Regions from separate parts of the Oryctolagus cuniculus genome. Here regions 1 and 3 are each linked to region 2. A link is a contact called in public Hi-C and Micro-C data. All regions are on one chromosome and are shown on one strand. Each heading gives the region's core, a stretch centred on a gene start, on an enhancer-like site or on the middle of the called end of the contact. The rest is flanking DNA. Distances are from core to core; before and after follow the strand shown.

Region 1 (2,701 bases), core at 67-2,566, 990 kb before region 2:
GAATGAGTGGACTGGTCAGTGTGGATAAAAACAAGGTCATACCATCACTGTGACCTGAAAAGGGGAAAAATGTAAATTTTGACATGGAAGCCCAATCAGAAGCATTTTCTATGAACAATAGGAGGACCAGCTTCATCGTATTCCTGCTTACTGATCCACATCTGCTGGAACGTGGACAGGCTGGCCAGGATGGAGCCCCCAATCCAAACGGAATACTTGCGTTCTGGGGGGGCAATGATCTTGACTTTCATGGTGCTGGGGGCCAGGGTCATGATCTCCTTCTGCATCCGGTCAGCAATGCCTGGGTACATGGTGCTGCCTCCAGACAACACTGTGTTGGCATATAAATCCTTGCGAATATCCACATCACACTTCATGGTGGAGTTGAAGGTTGTCTCATGGATTCCACTGGACTCGATGCCCAGAAAGGAAGGCTGGAAAATGGCTTCAGGGCATCGGAAGCGCTCGTTCCCAATGGTGATCACCTGCCCATCAGGAAGCTCATAGCTTCTCTCCAGTGAGGAAGATGCTGCTGCACCGATCATCTCTTGCTCAAAGTCTAGGGCCACATAGCACAGCTTCTCCTTGACATCCCGCACAATCTCCCGCTCAGCCGTCGTGGTGAAGTTATAGCCTCTTTCCGTCAGGATCTTCATGAGGTAATCTGTCAGATCTCTGCCTGCCAGGTCCAGACGTAGGATAGCGTGGGGCAGGGCGTAGCCTTCATAGATGGGCACGGTGTGAGTGACCCCGTCCCCGGAATCCATTACGATGCCTGTGGTTCGTCCAGAAGCATAGAGGGACAGCACAGCCTGGATAGCCACATACATGGCAGGTGTGTTGAAGGCCTCGAACATGATCTGAGTCATCTTTTCCCGGTTGATCTTGGGGTTGAGGGGTGCTTCAGTGAGGAGGATGGGATGCTCATCTGGTGCTACACGGAGCTCGTTGTAGAAAGTGTGGTACCAGATCTTCTCCATGTCGTCCCAGTTGGTGACTACTCCGTGCTCAATGGGATACTGTAGGGTCAGGATGCCTCTCTTGCTTTGGGCCTCATCCCCTACATAGCAGTCCTTCTGGCCCATGCCTACCATGACCCCTTGGTGTCGGGGGCGCCCCACCATGGAGGGGAACACAGCCCGGGGGGCATCGTCACCACCGAAGCCTGCCTTGCACATCCCTGACCCATTATCCACTACTAAGGCAGACAGCTCATCATCGGTCATGGCGCTGGGTGGAATCTTCCAGGTGGGCAAACACTACAGTGTGCAAGATAGGATGTACAGGCCTAAGACTCCAGAACTGCTTTCAGAAAGGGGAGCCTGTGCTGTAACCCTAGGTATTTAAAGGAACACATGGACCCACCCATGCCCTCTCCTACCAATTCCCAGCATTTCTGGGTGGAGTCACCTTTGAGGTATTAATAATGATGGAGATGATTATAGAAATCATTAGTAGACCTTCCTTCATAAAGAGAAAATTGGCTACCAACTGGCCAAATATCAAGTTACTGTAATTAGGCAGCCCACACATGTCAGCCTGCTTGGCAAGGTCTCTAGATAACTATGATGATGCAATGGGGATATAAGTGCAAGATGAAAGAAAGTCAGAGCTAGATACGGGTAACACAGCCAAGAGGGCCACTCCCTCCTTACTTTACCTTTAGGGTCCATTTGATCTCCATGAGCTTTAACTTTTCACTTTTAAAATATTGCTTTTATGAGGGGTCTGACTCTAAACATGTTTTCAACACTTTTCCATTAGATTCTGAATGCTACAAGATATCATCATGAGAGAATATTTTTTAGTAGATAAAAAAATGAGTTGCAAAGGTGGGCTTCAGTTGTAACTAGGACACATTTGTGCCATGCAATGAGCCAGGTATTTATGAAACTTCTTATCCAGAGATCAAGTAAGAGCAACTGAGTGATCAGTAAAGTAGACCACTGCAAGTTTTCCGATTTAAATTTTCAGTAACCAAATTTTGTTAAGCTCCTTGTATTCCTAGACATTGTTCATAGAAAGTTTATTGATTCCATATTGACTGCATGGAGGCTAAATGCCCAGTATCTTGTAAAATTAGTGAAAAATGCAGATACTGAAGTTTTATTCATTTTCAATAAGTTGTTATACAACAATGGACAACATTAAATGGCAAGATTTCAGAGTACATATTTGAACTGATCTTAAAAATATTTTACTCTGTCCAACTTCTTAGTGGTACCATTTATTATAACCCTCTGTGTACACAATGAGATTTCAAACAGTTTGCAGAATGTAAACTTGAAAATGATTGTTATTTTGTATAAGATTATGAAACAATGTATATGATGGGTCTTATAAGGTGAATGGAAAATAAGTATTACACACAATGTACACATGGATTTTTTAATATAAAGTTTTTATTTAATAAATATAAATTTCATAGATACAAAAAATATTTATCTTCAGGATGCATGTATTAACATCAAATTTCTCTATGGTTATAAAATCTAAACAATTTGACTAGTATTAGCTATGGAGTTTGTCTAATATGGAAATATAGATAATTCAGTAAGACATGTGTAGATAATTTGCAGGAAGTCAAGATCAAGTGTGTTTTTGGAACTAGGTGTCTCTGCAAGAGTCTATAGGGCTAGAGGCTTAGAACTAGAGTTTGGATCTTAACAGGCATGAGCAAGGGAGAAGAACTCCAGGACTG
Region 2 (2,719 bases), core at 136-2,635:
CCATGCCCGGATCCCAGGGAGCGAACGGACTAGTAGGAAGCAGTTAATGCTTACCCTTCTACTGCAGTATTCCAAGAGAATGTAAATGTTTTCTTTGTCTTCAAAGTAGTGGTAAAACTGCACGACGTGCTTATGGTGAAGAATCCTGTGAAGCTCGATTTCTTTGTCAATCTAAAAATAATAATAATAATAATAAGGCAAGATAAGGCTGGCTAGCCTCCCATCAGCTCTGAAGAGCGGGTAGGTGCTTACACATGCAGAAGACATTTTCCTAACAGGGTAGGGCCATCCGTGCACACAAAGAAAATACTTTACTCAACAGTCATACACACCTTTTCCCTTTGATGAGGTTTAGCTACTCTGCTGTGCGGGATGATTTTTGCAGCGTAGACTTTGTTGTTTGTCAAATCTGTCATCTCGTAACATTTTGCAAAGCCACCCTGAAAGGAACAAAGCCGAGAGGGAACTGAGTGTGGCAGGAAAATGGATGGCAGAGCGTGACAATAAGTAACTAAATCATCGCAAGAAAAGCAAAAAAAACATCGGGGGCGGGAAGGGTGGACCGGAGGTGCAAGCCAGCGGTTGCAGGACCTCCGCGAAGGGAAACACATTCCTGGAAAGACCAAGTTCACACCGTCTCCCTGTACCAAGGGGGAGCTCTATGGAGGAGGCTGGGGTGGGGAGAATTTAAAAAAAAAAAAAAAAAAAAACGGTGTCTGAAGAGCCAGGTCAGAAAAATCCTCTGGGGACAGGTGCGGGAAGCCCTGCCTTCGAATGTGCCCGGGCTTCGGCAAAGGATGGAAGAGCCGAGCCCCAGCGCCGCCGCCAGGGCACCAAACCCGGAGGGCCGCAGCCGAGGGGCCCCGGTCACGCGAGGCCGGACCCTGGGGAGGCTGCGAGGTGGCGGGGCTCGCGTCTGGCTCGGCTCGGAGCAGCCCGGGCAGCACCGCCCGCCCGTCCGCCCGCCCGGCCGCCCGCCGCCCGCCGCTCATCACCTTCCCCAGCACTTTGCCCCGGCAGTAGCGCTTCCCCGTCGTAGGATCCACGATAATCCGCGAGATCTCGGGCCCCGAGTGCGAATGGTGGTGCTGGTGGTGCGCGGCCGCCGGCGGCACCTGCGCCTGCGGCTCCTCGGAGACCTGCTGCGGCCGCTTCTTCTTCGAGTCCCCGCCGCTGGCCTTGCCCAGCGCCTGCTCGCAGATCTTGGTGCTGGCGGCCGGCTGGTAGGTGATAGTCCTCAAGAGCTCCATGGTCGCCTCGCCACCCCTTACCGCCTCGCTGCCGCCTCCGATGCCCGGACACACGTCCGAGCCGGCCCCGTGCCTCGAACCCCAGTCCCTGCCACCCGCCTGCGCCCGTCACCTGCTCCACTTGTGCGAGTGCGAGCGCTCGGCGGAGACTTATATACCGGCCGCGAGGGAGCGGGGCGGAGACTCCGGGCGATGTGTGACATCACGGGAACCGTCCCGCCCACTGGCCGCCCGGGCGCGCGGGTCGGGGAGCCCGGCTCCTCGGACTCGGACCTCGGGCGCGCTCGCCGCGACCCCGGCGGCACCCAGCCGTCGGCGGGGCTGCCACCGCGCCCTTGCAATGCCCCGCGCTTCGGCGTGAATCAGAAACCTAAGGGCCGCGGGCCCCCCGCCCCGCACAGCCCTTCCCCGAAGCCCACGACGCGACAGCGCCTGGGTCGAGGCGCGGGTAGCCGGAGCCCTCAGCGGCCGTCTGCAGCGGGCCGGGGGCCGTCGCCCCAGGCGCTCTCTGCACCGGCTCTGGTCTAGTTGGGGGCGGCGTGGCGAGATCCGGCCACGCTAAAGGCAGGGCATGCGCGCGGGGCCCCATCGGCGGCCCGGCGGCCTCTGGCCCCCACTCCGACCTCTGTCCGAGGTCAGGGCCTTAACCTTGCAGAGCCAGCGGGTCTGCGCTCCGGCCGGGCTCGTGCCTGGGATAGAGGAAGAAACGAGGGCAAGATCGCCACCCCGTGGAATCTTCTAGAAGTGCGGTTAACGGCCGTGGTTAACCACATCCTGGGAATTTACTTTTTAAACAAAAAAAAAAAAAATAATAAGTTTTTTTTTTTTTTTTTGACGGTGGTGTCGAAAGAGTTACGGGGGCGGGCGTTTGCTTTGCGGTTAAGGTGGGGAGGGGGCGGGCAGGACCCTTGCGTCCCACATCCGAGTTCCTGGGCTGGATCCCGGCTCCAGACTCCTGCTTCCTGCTGGTGTGCACCCTGGGGGGCAGCAGGTGATGGCTCAGGACTTGGGTCTCTGCCACCCACGTGAGAGACCTGCTCGAGTTCAGGCTCCAGGCTTCCGCTAGGAGTCGTAGGTATTTGGGGGAATGAGGGGGACCAGGGAATGTGGTCCCTCCCTTTCTCCATCTCAGTCTGCCGCTCAAATTTTTGAAAGCAAGGAAGGGCGGTGTTAATTACTCAGGACTGTTTTATTTATTTTTGTGATTGTTACTTTTTTATTTAATTCCAGAGAACAGATTTTTCATAGGTAATGATTCCAAGAAGACAATGATACGTTCCTCCCCCCCTCCCTCCTTTTTCTCTTTCATTTTTTGTGATCATATACCTTCAGTTTATAACGCCGGGCGCAGTGCTCCGGTACACCAAGAACGCTACAAGTTAAAGGTAGATAAACCCCTGTTCCGCGTGTAGAACACAGTCAAGTCACAAGATGTCAGTTAACTTCGAGATACGTTAAGCTGCGTTTTT
Region 3 (2,700 bases), core at 191-2,690, 660 kb before region 2:
AATATTTGATGGTGTTAGAAACTTTGTGATACGATGGAAATCACATGCACTTTGAAATATAAGCAAACTTCCAGGTATGGGATGTGGGACACAGATCCAGTGGCCTCTGAAAGCTTCTTATCAATAAAACAAAGAGAATAGCACTTTTCTTCTAGGGGGGTTGTGAAAATGAGAGATAGCATGTAATTTCTTGTAAAAATAGTCAATATGGATGGTTTTAAATGAGAAAAACTATTTTTTATTCACTAGTGTCATACTTAGTCCTACATAGGCCTATGTTGCAAGATAAGTTGCTAAGTGAATTTTAATGGTGAAAGTGATTCAGAATTCCTGGCTCTGTGTGTGAACAGAAAGGCAGCTCTATCCCAAGGCCTCTTGGAAATGCTGTGGGAGGTTGGAGCCCCATTGCACAATTAACATCTCAATACAACCTGTATGGCCCTGATAATCTCTATGACCCCTCTTAGCTCTGTAGCGAAGTTCTGATGGTAAAGAATTGCTGGCTGCTTCGCTCACATCTAGCAAATGCAGAGGAGCCTTGCCAGCTTTAAGAGATTCAACAGACACTTCTTTGAATGTTTCTTCTTTAATACTTGTGTGGGGAATTGTGCAGGACGCTAGGGATGGGGTATGGGCAAAGATAGTTAAAGACACCCATGTAAGCCAAGATCTAATGTTTCAGCCAAGTGGGGAATCTGTCAGAAAATAGACTACATCTTGGGAAAAATAAAATACCATTTCCTTAGACTTCCATCAAAAACAAAGTTCTCTCATTTATAGGAAAACGGATCATTTAACAACTTGAAGATTTTACCTGTAGGAAGATAGTTTCTTGAAATCTCTTGTGCCTATAAGAACTGAAGGCAATTTTGCAACCATGAAATTGATAATGTGTTTACATTTTCCCCCATTGTTTTTATCTTAACCTTGAGCCTGGACCAAATTCTGTCCTCTAGAGGTCACTAATGCACTAGACTTGAAGGCCACATGGCCTTCCAAGATGCTCAGGAAGAGCTAAGGGCTTTGTTCATTATTTGAGTCAAAGAGAAAAGAAGGCAAATAAATTATCCTAAGGGCTGCTCTCCAGCTAGTCTCTTAAGAAGTAGGAAATCTTGTCTGGCATAAAGCTTTTTTAATTGATTTTTCTTCATTTATCTTGGCTTCCCTCTGCACTGAAGTTGCTGGAGGAAACTCATAATGGTTAATGCTTTTTAACCAATGGCTCAATTTTGGAAGTTAGAAAAAGTTTTCTGCAGAAGAGAAAAACTGACATAGAAATATATGATTTTAGTGACCCTTAAATGAGTGTACTTCCATTGGTGCTGTGGCGAGGCAGAAGGTCTCTGTGTGCCTCCTTGGTGTGGTGTATTCAGAGGTCATGGGCATACTGGGGCAAGAAGCAGGGAAACCTGGCCCTTTAATGAACTGTTACGTAAGTTCTGAGCTGCCTTCCGTGGGAGAATGCCATCATCTCAAGTACTTACTGTCTCTGCAGATGGATCAGAAACTGCACAAACAGGGGTCCCTTTGGTAGTCAAAAGACACCTTTCCCTTGGAGGAAATTTCTGTGGAGATTCATGAAATTGGCAATCTGAAAGTCTTAAGGGGACTTTTTCCATGTGTTTGCCCTTTTCATGCCTTAATGATGCTTTGCTCTCCTGTGAAGCTGATTGTCTCCTTGGGAGAGAACTTGCCTTGAGAATAGGACTGCGTGTTGGCAGCTGGACTGAACACGGAGCATAAACAGCCTGCTACTGAGAGTCTGGGACATGTTGCGGCACAGCCCCTGCCCAGGGACTGCCTTACTCAAGGCGTGACCTGGGAGTCACCACCAGCCGTTCACAGCATTGTTCCTGCTGCTCTAGTTGCTCTCCAAGGAGAGGAATTCCTACACCACAGCTTTCCCAGGGTCCAGACACTTGCCAGCAGCTGAGCCATCAGGAAATTGCCTCTCCCCTCTTCCTTCCTCCATTCCTTCCTGAGCATTCTGCACTCTGAGGTGTGGCCAACTCTCAGAAGATCTGCTGGGATTGATTGACAAGAAAACAAACCTTCCTCTAGATAAGAAAGATCACACACTATAGGAAATCTATTTGCTTCTGGGTGGAGCAAGCCTGGTTTCTTTCTCTCGCCTTTTTAACATCTATGCTGCTGACTCTGTGGTTTCTTATCATTTCTTTAGGATATGAGTGGCAGCTACCCTGCAAACAATGAGCTTTGTGTGGGTAACTTTGTCTAGCTAATTCACAAGGAAGTGAAGTGCTTTGTCCTGGAGAGTTTGTGGTGGTCTTTCTCAGGGTTGTTAGACTTTTGTACTTAGTACTGAGAAAGAAAGAGGCAAATATTAATCTCTGAACTGTTCTCTTTGCTTGGTACTCCTTTATTTTTAAAATATTTATTTGCATCTTATTTGAAAAGCAGAAAGAAACAACTTCTTCCACTTGCTGATTCACTCCTCAAGGGCCTGCAATAGCAAGGGCTAGGCTAGGGTGAAGACAGGAGCTGGAGCTCAATCCAGATCTCCCACATGGGTAGCCGTAACCCAAGTGCTTGAGTCATTGCTGCTGCCACCAGGATGTCCATTAACAGGAAACCAGGTTGACAGCAGGGTAGGTGGAACTGGGACCAGGCCCTGCAACATGGACGTGGGCGTCCCAAGCAGTGACCTAAGTGCTTCTGCAAATTCTTGCCCCTGGAGTC

The links. Hi-C and Micro-C count contacts between places; a contact is called where the count stands out from the background.
Region 1: a Hi-C map of psoas muscle shows a contact between it and region 2, with 5 times the contacts expected there. The contact joins the promoter of ACTBL2 here to the promoter of PLK2 in region 2. A contact is called at or near these places in 5 of 6 Hi-C or Micro-C datasets (embryonic fibroblasts, liver, psoas muscle and 2 more).
Region 3: a Micro-C map of ear pinna shows a contact between it and region 2, with 16 times the contacts expected there. The contact joins the enhancer-like site here to the promoter of PLK2 in region 2. A contact is called at or near these places in 5 of 6 Hi-C or Micro-C datasets (ear pinna, embryonic fibroblasts, liver and 2 more).

What each region holds. Positions count from the first base shown.
Region 1 is chr14:78,179,021-78,181,721 of mOryCun1.1, forward strand. It overlaps ACTBL2 (actin beta like 2), which reads right to left and starts at 1,317. Exons shown (of 1, transcript XM_070056727.1): 1 at 1-1,317. The coding sequence starts at 1,226. The coding sequence ends at 96. The region is part of intron 1 of LOC138845201 (a long non-coding RNA gene); the gene reads left to right.
Region 2 is chr14:79,164,835-79,167,553 of mOryCun1.1, forward strand. It overlaps PLK2 (polo like kinase 2), which reads right to left and starts at 1,386. Exons shown (of 14, transcript XM_002714049.5): 1 at 996-1,386; 2 at 333-440; 3 at 55-171. The coding sequence starts at 1,250.
Region 3 is chr14:78,506,626-78,509,325 of mOryCun1.1, forward strand. No RefSeq gene overlaps it. Among named protein-coding and RNA genes, the nearest start is that of ACTBL2, 330 kb to the left of the region's middle. Within about 2 kb of position 1,441, at least 1 of the 8 cell types and tissues checked has an H3K27ac peak or open chromatin away from gene starts, as enhancers often do. A contact at or near this core is called in ear pinna, where this site is marked.